Regions from separate parts of the Mus musculus genome. Here region 2 is linked to region 1. A link is a contact called in public HiChIP or PLAC-seq data. All regions are on one chromosome and are shown on one strand. Each heading gives the region's core, a stretch centred on a gene start, on an enhancer-like site or on the middle of the called end of the contact. The rest is flanking DNA. Distances are from core to core; before and after follow the strand shown. Region 1 has its middle 38 kb from the start of Gm38876. Region 2 has its middle 23 kb from the start of Gm38877.

Region 1 (5,252 bases), core at 2,023-4,522:
TTCTTAATCTTTTGGAATCTCAATTCGACTATGTATTGAAAAGGAAATTATGGCGTGTCCACCACAGACTTAATGCCTAGAATTTAATGAATGACTAACACATGTAAAGGCTGGATAGGATCCACCCCTTGGTTAGGGCTTGGCACATGGCAACTGTGTAGGATGGTGACTTATGTACAGCTGCCTCCATGTATGTTTGTGGTGATGGTTAAGGGTATAAAGGCTGGGAGTCCAGTGGGTCCTCAGTCCACTTAATAATGAGATTGTCCCTAAGAAGAACCACACAAAAGGCTCATATTCTGTTGTCAATTCTGCAGGAGAAACAATGGGAAGAGAATGAAGCCTGGTTCCATTCCATTCAGCACATAGGATTTTAAATGATAGTGGAACGGCCAGAGCAGCAGCGGGGCAGGAGTGGCGAGCAGGGCAGCTCTGCAGCAGGCCGGCAGGTCCCACCGAGTCAGAGCGTATCCTGTAGGTCCTGGTCTCCCAGGACTGAGTTTTCTTTGCTAGCACTCAGCAGTACTGGATTTTTCTTTTGTTTGGGGGTCAGTGGGAGATTGAGACAGAGTTTCTCTGTCTCACCCTGGCTGTCCTAGACCTTGCACTGTGTAACAGCCCTGGCCTCAAACTCAGAGATTTACCTGCTCCAGTGCTGGGATTAAAGGCATGCACCACCACTACCAGGATCAACAGCACAGGGTTTTAAAAGGTGAAAAGGTGTGTGTGTACATGCATGGGGGTACGTGTGTGTGTGTGTGTCTGTGTGTGTGTGTCTGTGTGTGTGCATATGTGGAGTTTAGATGAAAACAGTTTAGAATGTATGAACACAGAATAAATAAATAACTTCTGGGTGCACCTGACATTTTGTCCCGCATGAAGGTATATGTTGTGACAGCTTGGTCCTGTCTATTATGGTGTTGGGAGCTGGTGAAGGTCTGAAGAGGCCCAGTTGGAGGCTACTGGGACCCTGGTCCTTTTCTCTTTCCCTCCCAGCTGCCATGAGCAGAGCCCTTTCTTCTGTCACAGTCTACAAAGCAATAGAGCTGGGAAAGGGGACTAATGGGACCAGGGGAGAAAGGAAGGGGACAAGGCCTGAGGAGGAATTGCTCAACACAACTTGTACATACACTCATACACACACACTCTCACACACACATATATATACATACATATACACACATATACATATCCTCTCACACACATACATATACAATATATATACACATACTCATACATAACTACACTCACACATACATATACACAAATATATACAACACATACAATTATATATATATATATATACATATATATGGAAATTAATTTTTAATTAAAATTTAAAGAAAGCAACTAAGGTTGCACTGTGTTCTTGGCCGGCTAGCACATAACTAGGCTTGAAAGAGACCCTGAGTGTGTGTGCTGTCTCCAAATGCACTGTTGTCACCCTGCCCTTACGTAGTGACATGACCAGTAATGGAAGGAAGTTGCACAGAATTGCTCCTAAATTGTGGAATGGGAGCAAAGATTAAACTGCCCCGTGATTTACTTCTAGGTGACCTTCAGCTGAGGAGCCGCTGGTGGCACAGAGAGTGTGTCACGGGGCATTGTCATTTTGATGTCTGGGGCCAGTAGTTCCTTAAGCCATTCTGTGGGTCTGATTCCCACTTGGTGAATAAACAGGGTGACATCATGGTGCCATGATCTCAAGGGATTGTTGGAGTTGGCCTGCTGTTTGCTGGTTGGGAGAGGCTGGCAGTGGTCTCTGGGGATGTTTGTCATCACTACAGCTCATAGTCCTGTGGCTCTCAAGGGATGGGTGACAAACTGCCATCTTTCGGTCCCTTCGGCCTCCTCATGGCCCTCTGTACTTAGTCTGCTTGTCTCTACAGTTCAGCCAGAGTCCTAGCTGTGCAACTCCAGGAAACTTCCTGAGCATCCTGGGCCCACATTCTGTTCATATAGAGGGCAGAGGACTACTTACTACTGACTTGAAGGATTCATCACTGTGAATATCAGCTCAGAATCTACTTGGCACACCCCTGATGAGGGTCAGGAAGAGAGTGGACCCCAAGGAAATGATGGCTCCTGACCTGCATGGAAAAGACACTACTACTACTACTACTACTTCCAATGTATACAGAGGGCGCTGGAGAGATGGGCCCATGGTTAGGGGCACTGGCTGCTCCTGCAGGGGATCTAAGTTGGATTACCAGCACCCACCCAACTGCCTGCAACTCCAGTTCCAGAAGATCCAATGTCCTTGACTAGGCTCTGCAAGCAGTGTATGCACGACACAGACACACAGACACAGACACACACACAGACACACAGACACACACACACACACACACTACATCGCAAAAATTCTTCTAAAAATGTTTATTAAATGGGGAATGGCATTCAGTAACCAGTAAAGGGAGGAGAAGCCATACTCTCAGGTCCTGTTGGCAGAATCTAACATGCAGTAGCTGTTCAATAACTGTGACATTGAAAACCATCGTGAGTCTTGAGCACCTCAAAAGGCAACAACACTTAGCATCTACTATAGTCCAGGTACTATAAAGACCCGAAGGAACTTATTTTTAAAAGGAAAGCTAGAATTTGACTCCCAGATTACCTGATGACCAGTCATTATATGATGCTGGACCATGCTAATTTCACTCATGAGGATGAACAGGCATGAAGCAGGATCTACCTTGGGGAGGATAGATGTTTTATGAATGAAATCACGATGGGTTGTGCAAACAGTCTGGCAAATCTGGACCCTATAGCCAGCATCCCCCACAGGGTGAATGAGTCAGTCAGCTCTGCGCTGTTCAGTGGTGTGGCCAGCAGGGCAGAACTCCTTAGAGGTTTTTCTGTGGCTCTGGGGGTCTCTTGGTTGTGAGAGGATGGGTACTTTACCAAGCTGCCTTGGCAGCAACTGTTGAATGCAGTTTATAGCAAAGGTGACAATGTCCTTCTCTTCAGGGTCAAGCTGAGCATCGTGGCTGGACAGAATCAAGTGTCCCTAACACTGGAAGGCTGGTCTGCTTGTCCAAGTCCCTCCCCATCACCTGAAAAAGATTCTGTGCCGGTAAGTTTTTGTCAACGTGATACAAGCGAGGGCCATCTGGGAAGAAAGAGCCTCAGTCGAGAAAAAGTTTCTATTTGAGGCTTGTGGGCAAGTTTGGTTTTGTTTGTTTTTTGATTAATGATTGGTGTAGGAGGGTCCAGCCTACTGTGACTGGTGCCACCCCTGAGCAGGTGGCTCTGGGATATATAGAAATGCAATCAAATCAAGCCATGAGAAGCAAGCAGGTAAGCAACGCGCCTCCATGGCTCTGCTTCAGTTCCTGTCTGCTGGTTCCCATGAGCTCCTGCCCTGGCTTCAGTTAGTGATGAACTGTGATCTGGGAAGTGTGAGCTGAAATCAACCCGTTCCTCCCCAAGCTACTTTGAGCCATGGTACTTACCACAGCAATAGAAAGCTGCCTGGTGGGCTTGTTCTTTGGGTCACTCAGAGGAAGATGTCTGCAAGGTCCAGACTTCTGATGAGACGTAGCTATGCCATTCTTTGCCAGATCCCTAGATATTGTGTTGTCTGGTCTCTCTAACTAACTGTGAATGCCATTCCTAAGGCATCCTTTGCCAGCTTAGGGTAGGCATCTGGCCAGGCTGGGGCTGAGGAAACTAGGGAGGTAGGGAGAAAGGACCCCGCCAACCAGGCTCAGGATAGTAGGCTTTCCCAGTGTTTCTCAGGCTTAGAGGACATACCTAGCAAGCTTCCTATGTGGGTAGTGTGAAGACTGGAGAGAACAGAATTTTAGTCAGATGTGCTCAGTTGCTGTTGTGGCTCCTCAGGAAGGTGTTGTGGGTTGAGATGGTCCTCTGCACTTCAGCCTGGCTCTGTCAGGCCAGCTGTGCAGTCTTGGGGAAATAGCTGAACCTCTCTGAGCATTGATTTGCTCAGATAAAAAATGGTGAGTGATAGACCTGTCATCACAGTCATTGTAAAGGTGAACTTTGATCTCCCACTGTGAGACACTGAAGAGGGACATGGGATCTGATGTTAGATGCTTGGAGGAGGGACTGCAGGAGGTAGGTGCTCGGGGTTTGGTTGTCAGGTCTTCAGGGTGTAGCCTTATGGTCAACATGCAGATACCTGTGCAAAGATGGAGCCAGGGCCTTGGATACCGTTGGCTGGGTGAGGGCTTGTTTGCATGCAGGCATCCTGGATTCAGTCTCTGGAACTACCAAAACAACTACCAGATTTATAAAGAAGAGGAAGCAGGACTCGTGTGACTCTCCCTATCTGTCACCATGACTGCTGCACCATCTGAGACTCGGCCAGCAAACAGTCCCTTGCCAGACACCTGGGGCCATGCGCATGCACTTCCCACCTCCTAAATTATGAATCGAAGAAACCTTTCCTCTTCTTAAACATTAAAAAGCTACACTTATTAATTTGTGTGTGTGTGTGTGTGTGTGTGTGTGTGTGTGTGTGTGTGTGTGTGTGTAGGCCAGAGGACAACTTGTACAGTTGGTTCTTCCCTTCTACAGTGTGAGTTCTGTGGATCAAACTCAAGTCATTAGTCTCGGTGGTAAGCACCTTTACCCAACAAACCCAAACCTTATTTCTTTATAAAGTTGCCATGCTTCTGACATTTGGGTATAACAACAGAAAACTCACTATGACACTTGGTTTAGGTCTTTTCCTCCTGAAAGCAATCAATTCCTAAGACAACTTTTCTCTCCCCTCCCCTCCCCTCTCCTCCCCTCCCCTCCCCTCCCCTCCCCTCTTCTCACCTCATATCTTTTTTTCTTTGCCTTTTCTTTATTGTCATGTTCTCTTGTAGCCCAGGCTAGCCTTAAACTCCCCATGCTGCTGAGGATGGCCTTGAGTGTCTGATTCTCCTGCCTCTACCTTCCCAGCGGTAATAAGATTACAGATGTTCACCACCACTCTCTCTGCATCCAGATGTTTACATCATCTCACTTCTCTTCCCACTCTTGGCACTCTCTGAGACTTTACTGAGCTAGAATGTGAATCTAAACCCCAAGGCCCCAGTCACCATGTGTGTGTCATGGAGCTCTTTGCAGAAGTCGATGTTTATGAACATTCCAACCTAGGGGTTGTTTTACAGAGCTAATCCCAAGGCTAACTCGGGCTATATCCTGGAAAGTATTTTACAGCTAACTCAATACAGAGGATGCTTCGTTGAGATGATGTCTAGGATGTCTTTGGCTCTGTGCACACAAGCTGAGATGTT
Region 2 (5,495 bases), core at 1,114-3,613, 310 kb before region 1:
CTGTTTTCTAGTATATTTAAAGAATGATTTCATGTTTCCCCTTTGATCCCAGAGCTCTTTGATAATATATTTTCAAGGAAAGAAGCGTCTTCTTTTCTTTTATCTTTCTCCATCCCTTTTGCATTATTGCAAAAGTGGAAATAACAGGATTTGAAAGCATGAAGCTTTACTGCTGATCTGTGGGCCCTTGCAAGCTTGATTTGCACAGCTCCGTGCCAAGTTCGTGATGGATCTCCTGGAGTTGGATGTCCTCTGATATCCCTTCCAGTTCTAAATGTCTATTACCTTCATGCACATGCAGATCGGGGAGAAACCTGCTTTAATGATGGCTTCTCCCTTTAGGAAGATTTTATGCTTGCTGAGAAAACCAGTGTCTCCAAACCCTGACTCACACCTCGCCTGGCTGCAGGGCAGAACTGGGGCGACTTCAATTCGTGCAAAACTTCTTACAGGAGGGGAGTTAAGACAAAGGACAGGTGGCAAGAGTTGGGGACTCCAACCCAGATTCTAGCCACCACCAAGCACAGCCAACTGGTTCCAGGGCTCCTGCCTGGTGCCACTCTATCCCACCACAGGTGGGTTATGTTCTGGTCTGTTAGGAGCAGATATCATATATCTACCCGACTGTTCAGCAAGGGCTGTCAATCAGCATCACTCCTGCACTGGTACTGTGGAGGTGCCCTGGCCAGTGCCTTGGTCTGCAGCTGGGGCACTGCTGCTATTTTGCAGCAGACACCCTGAAGTCATTTGATGGAGAAAGGTGTACTTCCTGCTTCCACATGACGGCTTGAACTCTGTGTTCAGAGGATTTGCAAGCTTCTTCCCCCCTCAGAAATGTTGCTTTTGTTCATGTTTTCTGATATCCGTGTTCCCATCTGGTTCTTAGTGGCTTTTGACCCATGGACTAGTACATACTTACAAAAATCTAACCTTGGCCATCTTTCTTTTCCCTAATTTGGCTCCAGCAGCCACACCCTTACCACAGAGTAAACTTTCAGACTGCCTTTAAAACACACTAGTATCTAACAGATTGACTCCAGGATTCCCATGGTTGCCAAAGCCCACAAATGCTCAACTCCCCTCTACAAGATGGTGTTGTGTTTGCCTAGGACCTGGCACAGCCTCCTCCACACTTGAGATTGTCTCTGGCTTCCTGATGCCATGGAAACACTATAGGAATAGGTGCTTTGAATTGTTTAGGAAATAATGGCACATGCTCTGTACGTGGTCAGTACTGATGCCTCCATCCCAGGTTAATAGTACATGCCAGCCAGAGCCCAGCATAGGTCTGATCCGCTGATGTGAAGCCCAGAATAAGGATAAGGAGAGCCAATTGGATTTTTAAGCGAGTCACTTCCTGCACGTAAAGCTACGCCTTCTCTTGCTCTCTGTCTCCAAGCCCTCAGGCCTCTGATGGCCCAGGGCTCCTTGGAAGGCAAGAACACCTACGTCAGAGCTGAGAGGGGCTCTGGTTTTGCCCTGCCTGGGGTTACAGAGAGGCTCTGGAAAACCATGAGAGCTTAGTTTCCCACTGTGCTCCTCCATGTCAAAGCAGTCCCCTTGCCCAGTTCCTCTGCACGTGGACTCTCTCTTCCCATAATGCCTTTCACGTGAACATCTGTTCCAAATCCTATTGTCTTCATTGTTTCACTCCACCAAGACATGGCTCCTCTGTGTATCCCAGGCTATCCTGGGACTAGCTCTGTAGACCAGGCTGGCCCAGAACTCAGAGATCCTCCTACCTCTGCTTCCTGCATGCTGGATGTACACCATCACACCCAGCTGACCAGACCTCATCTACTTAGCAAGAATTAATGTATGTATTTCCTGACTGTGGATCTCTAATCTGGTTGGTTTGGCCTTTTTGTTTTAGATTTATATGTTTTATGCGGTTTGCTGTTTTATCTGTATGGATGGTCAGAGGAGGTCAGATCCCTTAGACCTGGGGTTACAGGGAGTTTTGAACTCTCACATGGGTTTGGGAATCAAACCCGGGGCCTTTGTAAGAACAGCCTGTGCTGTGAACCACTGAGCCCCTGGTGTAATCTACTGAAATCTTGGCCTTCCTTACAGAAGGAAGACGAACATCACAAAACAGCAGTGCCTGGACACATTTTTAATATTGTGCTTACTTTGGTAATCTTTCATTAAATTGCTCCTGTCACGTAGGGCAAATGTTTTAATTAAAATGGTATTTCAATCAGTCAGCAGCCCCAGGCTTGAAGCGGTGGTAAGGATAAGATACTGCCAGAGAGCCCAATCCTATTTTCCAAGGTACTTGCTCTCTATGGAGCACCTCCTGCTGCTGGCCTGCCTCCTCTGGGCTGGAGGCTGTGGGCATGGATCCAGATGTGACTCAGCCTCTCCCACCACTGCAGATGCACCACTGGGTACGCATGCAAGGCACCTGCTCTTCTCCACTGAAGGGGTCAAGCCCTGTGCATCCTCAGAGGAGTCTGTATCAAGAAGCACCTTCTTCTTCCTGTTGATAATGGCCCTGTGCTTAGCTGCAGCTGTCTGCCTGGTATCTGAAGACCAGCTAGGGAGTCTCTCTGCCATATACAGTGGGTGGCAGGGCTGGCTCTAGTGGGGACTAAACTGGTAATAAATGGTGTTTAAAGACTCAGATCTCCATGGCAGGGAACAAGAACCACCTTAGGGTGTGATATGGGGACTATGGAGAGACAAAACACCACTTAAAGATGTATGTGACCCACATCCCTGAATAGTCAGAATAAATTCATTACAGTCTGTTGGGAACATTGAAGTTCCGTGTCAAAACCTTTTTAGGAAATAGCATTCGAGACCCAAAGAAAGAAACTTTAACAGCTACTGGATCTTAAAGATGCTATTTATGGGTTATGGATTTTCTAGCACATGCCCTGTCTTACAGGACTTCTTTTCCACAAGTCCTGAGAACCCAGGACTTTGAATGGGGTTCCAGGTTCTGGAAGGATGGCTTGAGCAGACGTCAGTGCTTTAAAGAGGTGATTTGGGTGTTTGTAGTTGTCCCAGTTCTAAATAAATGAACATTAGCTTAGCACTCAGAGAGCTGAATCCGGCCCTACAGAGAAGGCTGGGGGGGTCACGAGTATCCTTTTACATTAGCATTGAGCTAGGTATCCCCTAAGGATTCAAACACATAAATTACAGGAGGTTTGTTTGTTTGTTGTCTTGGCTTCTTTTTGGTTGGAATCTAGCCTTTAACAGCTGGGCTGTCTCTCCCGTTTGACTCTGACATCTTTCAGGCAGACAGAATGGTCTCTGAAAGGTCTCTGCAGTCTCGTGGTCAGTGTAGCAGCGATAAGGCTTAGATCCCTGGTCCCTGGGTCATCAGAGAGCTCAGTAGTAAACTGTGAGATGGGGGTGGGGCTATAAAGGTGGGGACTATGTGGCCAAGCTTAAGGGAAAGAGAGCCCATCTTGCCCCCAAGATGTGAGCAGACAAGAGAACACAAGTTGTAGTGGGGTCAGGACAGTTCGGAGAGCTTTAATCTGGAGCAGGGGACTTTCGGGGCAGCAAGCTCAGGGTGGATTTGGTTTCTGTTTGCTGAAGGCCTTGATGATAAGCTCCAGATCGGAGCTTGTGCTCTAGGCAGTGGGGAATTATTCTGGGCATGTGAGTCAGGGATGCACGATGACGAAAGTGGAGCTCCAGGCTTTATCTGGCCTAGCATTTGACAAAGGATGGGGGAAGCTGATTCTGAGAGTAGAGAACACATGGTGAGGCCATAATTTAGGGTTTTGAACAAAGGCAGCGTTCACTTTTGAAAACTGTCACATCAAAGTCCAAAATGGTGGCCTAATTAGTGAGCAGTTGGAGATGCAGGTTGTCTGGTTTGGCAAGAATAGATTCATCCCTGGAGCCTGCCTACCCCCTCAAGGTCAGGAGATTGTGAAGAAGAAGAGATGGCTGGGAAATCCTGCCCCTCTGGATGGAAAGGTTCTCTAGGTTTGCTTCATGTTCAGTTTTAACACATGAATATCTATAACAGTATTTTTAGACAAAAAAAACAAAACAAAACAAAAAACTCCAGACAGCCTGGGGAGGGGTATAGCTCAGCGATAGAGCATGCACCGAACATGTCCAGGCTCTGGGTTGGATCACCAGCACAAAACAAATAAAAAAAAACTGAACACGAAAGCCTGCACTGTCTGTGACACTGGACAGTTCTCTGAGAAGGTTCATTTTGTGGTAGGGTGTTTGAAAGAACATCAAATATTAAAAACAATCCCCTCTTTCAATAATTTTCTGTTATTTCAAAAGGCCACTGATCTGAGAGAAGCCAAGTTCCAAGATTAAAAAGAAGACAACAAACTAACACATAGACATGGAATTCCCATACACGCCATCGCCCTAGAAGTCTGGCTTACGCCTCTAAGACTACCCACCCATCTACTCAAATTAGCCTGTCCCATTCCCAAGCCATCTGCGCACAGCATCACGTTGCAATTACCAGCTCAAAAACTAGCTTTTTGAGAAATCTCAGCCACTTAAGGCAAAACTCCAGGGGAGGCCTATTCTTAATACATTTTTTTGTTGATATTTATCTCTCAGCTGTGGTATGAAATACTGATTTCTTACAACATAGGCATGTATTTACCAGTCAGATGGCGGCAGCTGTGAACTGGTGGGGGCTGTTACACCTGCCCACCCTTTCTAAGGCCCAGTGGGTCTGCTTTTGCTGTCTGTTTGTTTGTTTGTGGGTGTTTTTTTGTTGTGTGTGTGCTCACGTGGGCATTTGCACATGCACATGCATGCCCGTGGTACTGGAAGATCTCAGTGAGTCGTTACAAGTGTGGCGTTAAGTGTGTTGCCTTCTAAGTCCCTCTCCATGTCAGGGAGAGAGAGGAAGGAAAGTCACTTGGCACTGATGGCAGTATATCAACAACTTACAAGGACAGTGAAGAAACCAAGGCAAGGAAGGCCCTGCCACTCAGTCTTCTCGTTGGTCACTCTGAAGACGATCTTAACTGGCGTATTTAGAAAATACAAAATAAATTTTAAAAAAGGGAGGGGGAACAAGGAAGCTTGCCTGTCTGGATACACCGGTGCCTTTGGAAATGGCAGTCTGAGAAAGCATCCCACCGAGGATGTGTTCAGCCATTCACTTCCTTTCATCTTGGCTAAATTGATGCAAGAAGTATAGACTGACTTTAGGGATGTAACAGTCTCTGACTTCCTCTTGCTTTTCTGGTGCTGGGAGGAGGGGCCAAACCCAAGGCTTCACACATGGTGGACAAGTACTCTGCCACTGAGCTAGACAGCCCTGGGTCTGACTTTCAGACCAGACATGGACCCATTTCTTTAACTTATAGAGGAAAGAGAGAACCCAGTGGTGCAAACAATTCACTGGGAACAAAACATTCAGTTATAAGCAAAAGTCATGTTTTCTTCATATGTTCTCAGTATGTTGGGAAATTAAAGCCCAGCTTGGGGGGAGGGCAGGATATTCGGGGGTGGGGCTTTGTAGTTAAATCCTTACCTCTGTAATT

The links. HiChIP or PLAC-seq counts read pairs in DNA pulled down with a chosen protein or histone mark.
Region 2: an HNF4G HiChIP or PLAC-seq map of pancreatic cancer cells shows a contact between it and region 1. The contact joins two enhancer-like sites.

Annotation. Positions count from the first base shown.
Region 1 is chr6:114,980,856-114,986,107 of GRCm38.p6, reverse strand. No RefSeq gene overlaps it. Among named protein-coding and RNA genes, the nearest start is that of Gm38876, 38 kb to the right of the region's middle. Within about 2 kb of position 3,272, at least 8 of the 459 cell types and tissues checked have an H3K27ac peak or open chromatin away from gene starts, as enhancers often do. A contact at or near this core is called in pancreatic cancer cells, where this site is marked.
Region 2 is chr6:115,290,954-115,296,448 of GRCm38.p6, reverse strand. No RefSeq gene overlaps it. Among named protein-coding and RNA genes, the nearest start is that of Gm38877, 23 kb to the left of the region's middle. Within about 2 kb of position 2,363, at least 7 of the 459 cell types and tissues checked have an H3K27ac peak or open chromatin away from gene starts, as enhancers often do. A contact at or near this core is called in pancreatic cancer cells, where this site is marked.